Regions from separate parts of the Sus scrofa genome. Here region 2 is linked to region 1. The links are chromatin contacts, called in public HiChIP or PLAC-seq maps. All regions are on one chromosome and are shown on one strand. Each heading gives the region's core, a stretch centred on a gene start, on an enhancer-like site or on the middle of the called end of the contact. The rest is flanking DNA. Distances are from core to core; before and after follow the strand shown. Region 1 holds the start of KIF1BP (KIF1-binding protein). Region 2 holds the start of SUPV3L1 (ATP-dependent RNA helicase SUPV3L1, mitochondrial).

Evidence for each region. HiChIP or PLAC-seq counts read pairs in DNA pulled down with a chosen protein or histone mark.
Region 2: an H3K27ac HiChIP or PLAC-seq map of alveolar macrophages shows a contact between it and region 1. The contact joins the promoter of SUPV3L1 here to the promoter of KIF1BP in region 1. A contact is called at or near these places in 1 of 5 promoter capture datasets (liver), 1 of 47 Hi-C or Micro-C datasets (blood) and 2 of 2 datasets of contacts at active chromatin or transcription factors (alveolar macrophages and skeletal muscle).

What each region holds. Positions count from the first base shown.
Region 1 is chr14:72,067,421-72,073,675 of Sscrofa11.1, reverse strand. It overlaps KIF1BP (KIF1-binding protein), which reads right to left and starts at 1,797. Exons shown (of 7, transcript XM_001928810.7): 1 at 1,263-1,797. The coding sequence starts at 1,688.
Region 2 is chr14:72,242,002-72,248,358 of Sscrofa11.1, reverse strand. SUPV3L1 (ATP-dependent RNA helicase SUPV3L1, mitochondrial) reads right to left here and starts at 2,833. Exons shown (of 16, transcript XM_001928898.6): 1 at 2,637-2,833; 2 at 2,481-2,634. The coding sequence starts at 2,759.

The DNA of each region.
Region 1 (6,255 bases), core at 548-3,047:
GACTTCTAGCCTGGCAACTTACATATACCGCAGGAGCGGCCATTAAAAAAAAAAAAAAGACTTTAAAAAAAAGAGAGAGATCTTAGGCAGCCAAGCCAAATGGCTAAAGAAAATTTCAAATAATTGAGATATTGTTTGAATTCAACATCTTTTCGTTCCTGTTATTACATAGCTTTTAATTTAATGGGGCCATGATAACAGAATACAACCTATACAATTTCCTTTTTAATTCTGAGGCGTCTCTTTGAGATTTAGTTACCATATGATCAACTATGATAAATATTCTCTGAATCCCACATACCAGGAACTGTAAAGGTTTATGAGTTAACTTAAGCAAAGTACCTGACACAAGTAGTTCACACCCATTTGCATTTTGAACTGTTATGTTCCTAACGAGAATGTGAAATTTATTTAACAAGCCAAGTACCATATACATGGGAAACAATAAGTATCGTAAGAATTCAAAGGTAGGAGAAAGAGATCATTTTGGAACAAAATAATCCAAAAAACGTTACGAAAAACATGAGGTGAGTCTTGAGATGGGTTCTGAAGAATGGGCAGGCATTCCCTGGGAAGCAAATAAGTGACTGAAAAGAACAGAAACTGAAGATTTTAGATATTTTGTTTTAAATTAAGAAGGTACTCTGGGAGCTCCCGTTGTGGCGCAGTGGTTAACAAATCCGACGAGGAACCATGAGGTTGCGGGTTCAATCCTTGGCCTTGCTCAGTGGGTTAAGGAACCGGCGTTGCCGTGAGCTATGGTGTAGGCTGCAGACGCGGCTTGGATCTCCCGTTGCTGTGGCTCTGGCGTAGGCTGGCAGCTACAGCTCCGATTAGACCCCTAGCCTGGGAAACTCCATATGCCGCGGGAGCGGCCCAAGACATGGAAAAAAAAAAAAAAGAAGGTACTCTGGTTATTCTTTACAATTTCCGTAAAACCTTAAATTAAGACATAAATTACTTGGGAATTTTTCATAATAGAACAGGATTCGGACTGGTGGGGAAAAGTTGGAAAGAGCATTTACGATGTAGGAGAATCTGGGGAACCAATGCGGGGACCACGACTACGTGAAGCAGCAAGTGAAGCTGGTGGAGTGGGTGATGGGCGTGGAGAAGGAGTTCGGAAGCCACTTATCGCGAAGCTTCGAAAACGCGGAGACAAATCGTGTCTTATTACGTTTGCCTTTGGTCTTGGCACGAGCTGGGACCCCTCTAAACCAAGTCGCCTACGGACGACAGCAGCGGACGGGGAACGCTCTCACCTGAGCTTGGATGTAGAGGGAGACGCAGTCTTGCGACATTCGGTACTTGCGCAGTAGTCTCAGGCATTTCACCAGATGCTCCTCCCCCGCCGACAGCTCCTCCGTGTCGATGTGATTCACCCCGAGATGAAACTCAATAACTGCCCGCCTCACTGCCCCCAGGGCAATGGGGCCCTCGGCTTCCACCAATTCAGCCGGCAGTCCCAGGGTGTGGTCCCCCGTTCCCAAGCTGTCCTCGGCCTGAGGCCGGTCATCCTCGTCCTCAGGCGCGGGGCCCAGAAGGGCCTTAACCTCTTCCAGCAGCGCCCGAGCGTGGTATTTGGACTTGTACGGTTCCTTCTCTGGGTTTTTATGCAGTTCCACCCGCGACAGGGCCAGTGCGGCCTGGAATTTCTCACGAAGCTCGACCCACGGAGCATCCGCCATAGCGGCCTCTATAGCCTCGGTCTCCTCAATGTTTGCAATCGGGACTCCCGCCTTCTTTCAGCTTTGCGACACTTCACTTACGGCCCCTGACGGGCCTGCGCACTGCAAAACGGTACCCAATGACGTCCGACAGGAACCGCAATATGCTTGGCAGTGACCAATGGGAAGGCGTGGTAGTCACTGTAGCAACTGTTGTCTTGGAAACGAAGCTGTCAAAGACAGTAGTCTCACCTCCAGCCCCGCCCTCTACGGTGGTGAGTTCATCTCTTGCTTGACCCTGTGAAGTTAATAAAAGTTAATAAAAATATCGGTTGACTTTAACAGAACACAAATACCGTTTACAAACATACCTAGATAATTACTATCGTTAATTGTTATAAGCTGAAAGGCAGAAAACTTTTGACGTTAGTATGTAACACAGCCCGTCCCTGGATATAAATGTAACAAGGATCTGTGTTCTATAAGTGTAAAAAGCACTCAGTGATCAAAAAATATTTTCACTTCATCCCCGAAGACACAGGTTGTAGGGACATGTACAAATTCCCAAAGTAATACAAGAGTTAAGTCCCAGAGCTGTGACAAAACATCTCAAGCAAGGCTTTTTCCATTGCATAACTCGTAAATTATCAAGTAAAATAATAGGGGGAGGGGGAGGTCTCTTGCGGCCCAGCAAATTAAGGATCCAATGTTGTCACTGCAGCGGCTTATGTCGCTGCTATGAACAAGTTTCTATCCCTGGCCGGAATTTCCACATTCGAGAGCCACCAAAAAAAAAAAAAAAAAAAAAATACTAAATACCAGGGGGGTTGGCGAGGGGGGGGGCAGGCTGGAGGTTTTACTATTAAGAGTTAAGTATATAAAGTGCTTTGAGATACATAAATGAGCACTGATTTTGGAAGCTCACAGACACCAAGTCTGAGTCTCAGATTTGCTTCAAATTGACTAATTTGTAATTTTCTAAGCTTCAGATTTCTCGAGTAAAACATAAGTGATAATATTACTTATCTGTACAGAATTATTCTAAGGAATAAGTGAAAACTAAATATCTATCCTTTAAATGTCAGTGCTCAGTCTACAGGCCAGATGGCTCTCTGGAGCTCCAGACTGTAATATTCATCACCCAACTGGAACAACTACTCCTGAATGTTCCACTGACTCCTGTATATCAGTACGTTCAAATTGGAACTCATCAGCTTCTTCTTCACATGCCCATTCCCTCCTACACCACATTTGCTCTTATGTTCTACATCTCAGTGAAGACATTACTATCCACCAAGCTGATGGCTTCCTGCACTCACTCTTTTCTTCTTTTACCCTTAAATGTTAAAACCAAATATTATCCACCTCTAGTCCACCTCCTGAAGAGCTCTTACATTGGTCTACTTTTCATCTCCCAGTAGTTTAGACCATTATCTTCTGAGTTACTTTTTTTTTTCTTTTTAAGGCCGCATATGGAAATTCCCAGGTTGAACTGGAATTGGGTTGAATTGGAGTTGCAGCTGCCAGCCTGCGCCATAGCCACAGCAACACTAGAGCTGAGCCTTATCTGTGACCTATGACTCAGCTTGCAGCAACGCTGGATTCTTAACCCACTGTGAGGCCAGGGTTTGAACCCACATTTTCATGGATACTAGTTGGGTTCCTAACCAACTGAGCCACAACAGGAACTCCTGAATTACTTTTATTAACAGGTACTCTTGCTGCCAGTCTGGCTTCCTACCAGTGCATTTTCCACAAAACTTCAAATGACTGTTTTGTACACTCAATAAACTTTTTCTTTCTTTTTTGGCCACCCTGAGCATATGGAGTATGGACCAGAGATCAGATCTGAGCAACAGTTGTGACCTACACCACAGCTGTGGCAACACCAGATCTTTCCACCTATTGTGGTGGGCTGGGGATCTAACCTTCATCCTAGTACTGCAGAAATGCCCCCAATCCCATTGCACCACAGTGGGAACTCCTAAATAAACATTTTACCTGTCTGGAGTTTCTGTCATGGCTCAGCGGTTAGTGAACCCACCTAGCATCCATTAGGACCCAGGGTCTGATCCCTGGCCTCGCTCAGTGGGTTAAGGATCCAGCATTGCTGTGAGCTGTGGTGTAGATTGCAGACGCAGCTCGGATCTGACGTTGCTGTGGCTGTGGAGTAGGGCGGTGGCTACAGCTCCAATTAAACCCCTAGCCTGGGAACCTCCATATTGCAAGGGTGTGGCCCTAAAAAGACAAAAAAGACCAAAACAAACAAAACGTTTTACTTGTCTGTTGATTTGCCAAGTGCTATTCTAGACTCTGAGACTTCAGCATTTAAAAAAAAAGCTTTCTGGAGTTACCATTGTGGCGCAGCAGAAACAAATCCGACTAGTATCCATGAGGACTTGGGTTCGATCCCTGGCCTTGCTCTGTGGGTGGGGGATCCAGTGTTGCCTTAAACTGAGGTGTAGGTCGAAGATGAGGCTCAGATCCCTCATTGCAATGGCTGTGGTGTAGGCTGGCAGCTACAGCTCTGATTTGACCTCTAGCTTGGGAACTTCCATATGACATGAGTGTGGCCCTAAAAAGACAAAAAAAAAAAAAAAAAAAAAAAAAAAAAGGAGGGGGGAGAAAGAAACCCTGCTACACTGTTGGTGGGAATGTAAATTGGTGCAGCCACTGTGGAGAACAGTATAGTGATTCCTCAAAAAGTAAAAATAGGGAGTTCCCTTCCTGGCTCAGAGGTTAACGAATCTGACTAGGATCCATGGGGATGTGGGTTTGATCCCTGGCCTCACTCAGTGGGTTAAGGATTCAGCGTTGCTGTGAGCTGTGTTGTAGGTTGCATACGCAGCTCAGATCCCACATTGCTGTGGCTGTGGTGTAGGCCGACAGCTGTAGCTCTGATTCAACCCCTAGCCTGGGAATGTCCATGTGCCTCAGGTGTGGCCCTAAAAAGCAAAAAATAAATAAGTAAAAATAAAAAATTTCTGCCCTTGTATAGGGAAAGACAGTAAATATATAGTAATGTCAGGTGATAAGTGTTATGGAAACAAAGGAGGAAATAAAGAATGTTAGCTGGTGAAGCAAGGTTGCTATTTTTCTCAACAGAGTGGTCAGGAAAGGCCTTCCTGAGATGTCATCCTTTGAGTAAAGGTCTGAAGGTGAGGGGCTGAGCCCTGAAGCCATTAGGGGAAGGATATCCCAGAGAGATGAACACCAGGTACAAAGGCTTTGACACAAGAGTGTGCCTTGTGTGTTCTAGGAACAAGAAGACCTTACGGCTGGAGCAGAGAGAATGGAGAGAACAGAAGATGAAATCAGAGAACTCAAGTGGACCCGATTATGTAGGGTTTGCAAGGCCACTATAAGGACTATGAATATTTTGTGTGAGATGGAAGCCATTGGATGGTTTTAAAGCATTGACAGGATTATTCAGAAAACAAACTGAAGGGGAAAAGCAGAGACACTGGTAAGGAAACTACTGTGATAATTATAGGAGATGCTCAGATATATATATCTGTTTGTGAATAGCAAAGTGATTGGCACATGGTTAATAATGGGATGCATTACTATAAACCAGAAAACAGTCTATATATTAAAATCACCTAAGAGTTCCCATCGTGGCTCAGTGGTTAACGAATCCGACTAGGAACCATGAGGTTGCAGGTTCGATCCCTGCCCTTGCTCAGTGGGTTAAGGAACTGGCGTTGCCGTGAGCTGTGGTGTAGGTTGCAGATGCAGCTCAGATCCTGCGTTGCTGTGGCTCTGGCCTAGGCCAGTGGCTACAGGTCCGATTAGACCCCTAGCCTGGGAACCTCCATATGCCCTGGGAATGGCCCTGGAATTGGCAAAAAAGACCAATAAATAAATAAATAAATAAATAAATAAATAAAATAAAATCACCTAATCCTCGGAACAATTCTGTGAGATACTATTATTATTACTCCCATCCTGCAGATTAGGAATTGAGGTCCAAAGAGATTAATAATTTATCAAATGTCACATACAATAACTAGTCAGTTTTTCTCCAGAGCCCACACTTTTAATCATTATGCAGTACCATCTCATAGAAGGAGCTCAATAAATAAACCACCATGACACACAGTGCTGACCTCTAAAGATCTAGCTAGAAGAACAGCCAGATGAAAACTAATATATCTATTTTTTATATCTAACTTTATGGTTGCACCCATGGCATATGGAAGTTCCTGGGTCTGGGAATGAATCTGAGCCACTGCTGAGACCTATGTTGGATCCTTTAATCCACTGCCTCAGGCTGGAGATTGAACCCACACCTCTGCTGTGACTGGAGCTGTTGCATGCAGTCAGATACTTAACCTACTGCACCACAGCAGGGACTCCTAAAATAGAGATTTTTGATAAATCCTTAGACAGGCACACCTGAGAAACACAAAGACATGGGACTAGGAAACTTGAGATGGGAGACTTCTGGCCACCACTTGGGGAGTAGTCCCTGTGGAAGGTGTCCAATGAGTGGCAGAGAGGACAGATCACCATAGCACGGTGACTTGAGATCTATCAGATGAGAGCAATTGGAAGAAACAGAAAAGCTTAAGGCGTGTTATGAAAA
Region 2 (6,357 bases), core at 1,584-4,083, 170 kb before region 1:
ATAAGAGTACCAACTGCATTTTCATGCAGTCACAACACACACAACACTCACTGAAGAAATTAAGCCTGGATAAAGCATCCCACTAACAAAAATTTGTTTTGTAACAAAAATTTGTTTTTCAGAATGAGGGAATTTGGTTTTGCTTTCAATTAAAAAAAAAATCTGGAGTTCCCGTCGTGGCGCAGTGGTTAACGAATCCGACTAGGAACCATGAGGTTGCGGATTCGGTCCGTGCCCTTGCTCAGTGGGTTAACGATCCGGCGTTGCCGTGAGCTGTGGTGTAGGTTGCAGACGCGGCTCGGATCCCGCGTTGCTGTGGCTCTGGCGTAGGCCGGTGGCTACAGCTCTGATTCAACCCCTAGCCTGGGAACCTCCATATGCCACGGGAGCGGCCCAAGAAATAGCAACAACAACAACAACAAAAACAAAAGACAAAAAAAAAAAAAAAAAATCTCCATAATAAGAATTACCTTATTATCCACTCCCAAAAAGATGCTGCAATGGCCATTTTCTTTGTAACTTTTTTTTTTCTTTTTTCTTTTTAGGGCCACAACTGTGGCATATGGAAGTTTCCAGGCTAGGGGTTCAATCAGGATTGCAGCTGCCGGCCACAGCCACAGCCACGCAGGATCTGAGCTGCATCTGTGACCTACACCTCAGCTTGTGGCAATGCCAGATCCTTAATCCACTGAGTGAGGCCAGGAATTGAACCCGTATAGTCACAAACACTATGTTGGGTTCTTAACCCACTGAGCCAGAATGGGAATCCCTCTACTTTATATCAAATGTTTAATACACATGATACTAGTTTATATTTGTTATCTTTACACTTTTCTTTTTTTTTTTTTTTTTTTTTTGTCTTTTTGCTATTTCTTTGGGCCGCTCCCGCAGCATATGGAGGTTCCCAGGCTAGGGGTCTAATCGGAGCTGTAGCCCCCGGCCTACGCCAGAGCCACAGCAACGCAGGCTCCGAGCTTCGTCTGCAACCTACATCACAGCTCACGGCAACACCAGATCCTTAACCCACTGAGCAAGGGCAGGGACCAAACCCACAACCTCATGGTCCCTAGTCGGATTCGCTAACCACTGCACCACGACGGGAACTCCCCTTTACACTTTTCAAAGTGCTTTGCCAAACATGTTATCGTGATTTTCACAATCCAGAGACATCAGCAGAGAAAATACTACTCTCTTTCTACCATTTGGGAAATGGAGAAAAGAGAAGTAAAATGTAAATCAGGCCCCTCCCTTAAGTGCTGTATGACTGTCACAAATATGCATTGTCTTTCTACTTAAGTCAATCTACCTTCACATCGCTAAATGTGTTATAATCAACCAAAAAAAAAAAAATACATATACATGTAAAAAAAAAAATCTTTAAAACAGCACCTACCATATTGACCAGAACAGTGCTTGGCACATAGTAGCATGTAACAGACATTCAGTAAGTATTTGACAGGAATAAAAACTGCCTACTTCACTGGGTTATTAGGAAGATTAAATGTCACATGCTTAAAACAGTATTTATCTCTAGCAAACGCTCCCTATTAGTCACTGCTATTTTAAAAGAAGAAGAAAGAATCACAGAGGTATTCTAGGCCTAAAGGGTAGCATATACTAAAGGCCCTGAAGCACAAGCTCACATCTCACCAATGTCGCTGAAACAAGGAGAGTGCTGTGCAATGAAGCCTCTCCAAGAGGTACTCAGGCTAGACCAGGCAGGGCCTTCCAGGCATATTAGAGATTGAAGCCCCCTTTCAACTGGGGACAATGGAAAAACACTAAACAATTTTTTGCAGGGGAGCAAAAGGATTAGGTCTTGCCACTTGCTGATGCCAAATGATTCCTTTCTCTCTGGGGCCCACAATGATCAGAGTACCTACCACCTTTGGGAAGCACACCCTTGTCATGCTTTAGTTTGTAATACAGTTGGTCATCTGTATGTGCTTCCTTCCTTCCCATGAGAATATAAGGTTCTGGAGTGGAAGAGATCTGGATATGAATCTGGTTCCTCTTGACAGCCACTATACAGCCTAACACTGCGTCTAGTTTGTGTAGGTGCCCAGTCAGTGACAAATAATCCTGAGCAAAGTTCTCCTCTGGCTTTTCACTGCCTCACTCCCTTGTCCTTTCTCGGGGCAATAGTTTTGAACCACCGGGGAGGAGAGAGAGGATGCTAGAAAATTAGTGGTCCACCTAACGACTCAAAAAACGTGAACTGCCCCATCACAAGAGGATGGGACAATGTAACCATTCAGAGAACAGCGAGAAGAACAAGGCCAGTTTCTGGCGCAGCACACTAAAGAATCAATGAGACACAGTCCCAAGCCTTGAACGGCTCCCAAACCAACAAGGGAGATGGACATTGACAAGCACAGTGACAACGCTCAAGGGGACCGCAAGTCTCCAGGGGAAGGAAGGACAGCTTCCTCAGCCCTACAAACACCAGCCTGGCCGCCTTCTCCAGCCCGTGCACTCACTCTTGTCCAGAGGGCGAGTTAGTTCGGCCCCGACGTCGCCATCCGCGCTGGGACCCTGAGGTTTGACAGTCAGCGGCACGAACAAGGACGTGTTCGGGGCTTTGGAGCCTCCTGAGGCGGAGGAGGAGGAGGAGGCGCAGGCGACGGCAGAAACGCGCCCGAGAGCCCAGGAAAGGGCGCAGTGTGGGAGCGAAGGGCAGAGCAGACGGCTGCCCGATGGCCAGCCTGGCGCCCGGCGGGGAGCCGAGCCCACAGCAGGGCACACCGGGGTAAGGACATTGAGGCCGCAGACTGGAAAGGAGGCAGGCTGGAGTAGCCTGGGGACACGGCGGCGGACAGTGACGCACAACGCCAGTGCCTACAGCCCGCAAAGACCCAGAACAGCAAAGCTGCCCAGGAAAACGCCCGAGTGCTGAAAGGCGGTTCATAAAGGGAAAGGAAAGCTTAGAAGTGAAAAATCAGAAAAGATAACTTCTTGTAAGTTCGTGCTCTGTCTCTCTCTTTTTATTGGAAATTGGAGCCAGCTTTCTTTAAAGAAAAGAAAATAATCAGGCACCGGTTGGGGATGTCACAGTTGAGAGGCGGGGCCTGCGAGGTGCATCACGTGACGGACGCTGGCCCTATTCAGAAGCACGTGGGCAGTGCGGCAGGGCTCAGAGGGCGCACCACTTGGAGAGGCACCTATCGGTGTAGTCGGCCTTTCTCCATGGCTTTGGGACTCCAAGTTTTCAAGAGCATTTCTGGAAAGTTCTTTGGGTTATTAACTTTGGTTTCCTAATGGAATAATGTTAGAGAACAAAACGATCTGCCCATCAGGATTGTTGCTAAGGAATTTTGTTCTGCAAGTGCTTAGGTAAACCCCTTGTTATGACCTGTGTGTAAGTAATTATACTCTAATATGAGCAATTTGTGTACATCCTCCTAGCAGCTGATGTATCACAACCACATGGCAAAAATATGTCCCTTGTACCTGGACCAAAGTCTAGTTTCTTTGGCATTCGTTGGATACTGTGTCACATTAGGTCGCTACATGTTAAATTCAAAAGATGCTGTTGGATTTGGGTTTTCCATATCTCTATTATTATACTTAAAACAGTAAGGTCTTGCAAGTTAAAGGAACAATGCACGTGATGTGTGATAATGTGTCAAATAGGATTTCAGTAACAGTTTGCTATGTACCTTTGATTCACAGAATACTTTTTAAACATAAGGGATTCAAGTAGACCAGCACCTTGCCCTCAGAGTTTCTGATCTGGTCTTAGTCATAGGCACAGTACCTGTTAAGCATTGGAAATACTTATTATTCTTAGGCTAATGAGAGTTCAAAGAACTATTCGTGCTGGAACTATGGGCCAGTTGTGTCATCGTTTCTCACCTCCATACTTCTAAACTATTATTGGGTGCCTAGTACAACTGCTGTCATAGCACTGAAACTATCATAATTGTGTCTTTAGAGTAGTAGTTCTCAAACTTCAGCATGCATCAGAATCATCTAGAAAGCTGATTTTAAAACAAAACTGTTGGGAGTCCCCTGGTGGTCTAGTGATTTAGGACTCAGAGCTTTCACCACCACAGCCCAGGTTCAATCCCTGATTTGGGAACTGAGACCCCACATCAAGCCACTGAACACGACGCCCACCGCCCCAGATTGTTGTGGCCCTACTCGTGGAGTTTCTGACCCAGGAGATCTGGAGTGGGGCCCAAGACTTTGAATTTATGTTTTCAGGTGATGTTGACCCTGCTAGTCCAGGGACCACAATTTCAGAACCACTGCTATGGGTTATAGTTCCTTCATGGTAGGGCCAATAAAATACCACTAAAGAAATACTCAGGAAAACACTGAATGTATGTATAAATACAGAAATAAGTGGACAGGGAAGGGAAGTGAGAGAAATAAAGATAACCCTGGTCGAAGGGAATAAAGCAACTTCTCTCTTCTTTGCCTTTGCTATTAACAAAACCTGGTTTATAAGGTTTCGCAACAGCAAATTTCTGTAGCTTCCCCCCCGCCCCACATCTTGCCTACCAAATTCTACAATCGGACATTTCTAGTATTTTTCTTTTCTTTTTTAGGGTCACACATGGAAGTTCCAGGCTTAGGGGTGGAATCAGAGGTGCAGCTACTGGCCTACACCACAGCCACAGCAACACTGGATCCTTAACCCACTGATGGAGGCCAGGGATCGAACCAGCAACCTCATGGTTCCTAGTCAGATATGTTTCTGATGCACCACGATGGGAACTCCCTGAATTGTTTATTTCTAAGTGAATTTTTGAGACTTAGTCTTAGAATCATGGAATACTAGAGCAGGAGTGGGTCTTAGAGATTAAGTAGTTCAGATTCCTCAATCTGAACAACTATCAAGTACATTTGTAGAACTTGTGGTAGTGTGGTTTATGTCCACACAGTCCTTCTATGCTCTGTCTTGCTTTGTCTCCAGGGTCTGATAAAATTCCTAGAGAGCCTAGTCTATTTCCTTTACTCTAATACTAGGTTGCATAACAGTTCTTATCCATAATTACATTTAGACTCTTTTTTTTCCTAAAAGACACCTTTACTTTTATAATCGCTAGGAAAATAAACATCCATTCATTCACACATTCCACGTGTATTGTGATAAGCAAGGTATAGCAAAACAGGCTGAATCTTTGAGAGTTTTATTAAGCCTATACAATTAAAAAGTCTTCTAAAAGTGTGGTAAGCACAGTCCTGGAGGTGTGCACAGCATACCCTGGCAGTAAAACAAAGGCCATCTAACTCTGACTGGAGATGGAGATGGTGTCAGATAAGAACAGCCTCAAGAGTCTTACAAGAAATTAACCAAAGTGCAGGCAGAAAGGCAAGCATTCTCCGAGGAGTCTGGCAATAACGAGCTGAACTGGTGTTCTGTAAGAGACTAAACTTTTACTCAAGTCGCTAGAAGATTTTAAATGAGGGAGCAACATATGAATTATGCTCAGGAGTCTTGTGACTCAGTGGGTTGCTGGGGTGGCAAGGGTTCACTCCCTGGCCAGGGAAAGTTGTCTCAATGCTGCCAGCTAGGCCAAAAAAAAAAAGATTTCTGTTCATAGAAGCCCTCAAGCCTAAAAGTGGAACTGGTATATTTAAGGTACACATATTCCTCACTATGCCTTTATCTGATATCAAACTGTAAAATGTGTTACATTTCAATCCAGGCTAATAAAAAGCCCTGGACAGTGCCTTTATGTATGTTCAACAGTTTCAGCTTAATATAAATGGAATGTAATAAATTTGAGTTTACTGACTCACATGGTAATTGGAATTGAGTATTCCAACTACTTGATCCACGCTGAAAAGGTCGAGAATATGTTACTGCACCCTAAAATTTTTAGTTAGAAGGCATTTGAGTTCCTGAAATCTGCTATCTCCCTAAAAGCAAAGCCTCCCAAAAGAACTCCGTTGCCATAAATTCCCTCACTGGGAGCAACCAAGGAAGATTAACTCATCACTAGACAGTGAGAAATTGGCCCCACACCCAAACAGACTTTGGTTACAAAACTGTTGTATCTAACACTTATTCTAAGGATTCTTTCATCATTCCTAAAAGTCTTTTGCTTTCCCATTAGTGCTCTTCATTCACACAACTTCCCCTATTAAGTCACTGCTAAGTACCCTTCACTCCCTCTTTCCCTGAGAAAGATTATACATAAGCCCCAAATTCTTACAACCCCTTTAAGTCATTTTTGTGAACTTTCTCTATTGCAGTTAGAATTGTTTTTCTTTTGTTAATCTGTCAGTTAATTAATAGGATCTCAAACACAAACCAGGGTAGAGCAAAGTTTTTCCTCCCCAACAATTCAAAACAATGAAAATTTCTTCACCAGTGAAAAATAATTAAACTGTTGGACAGTAGTT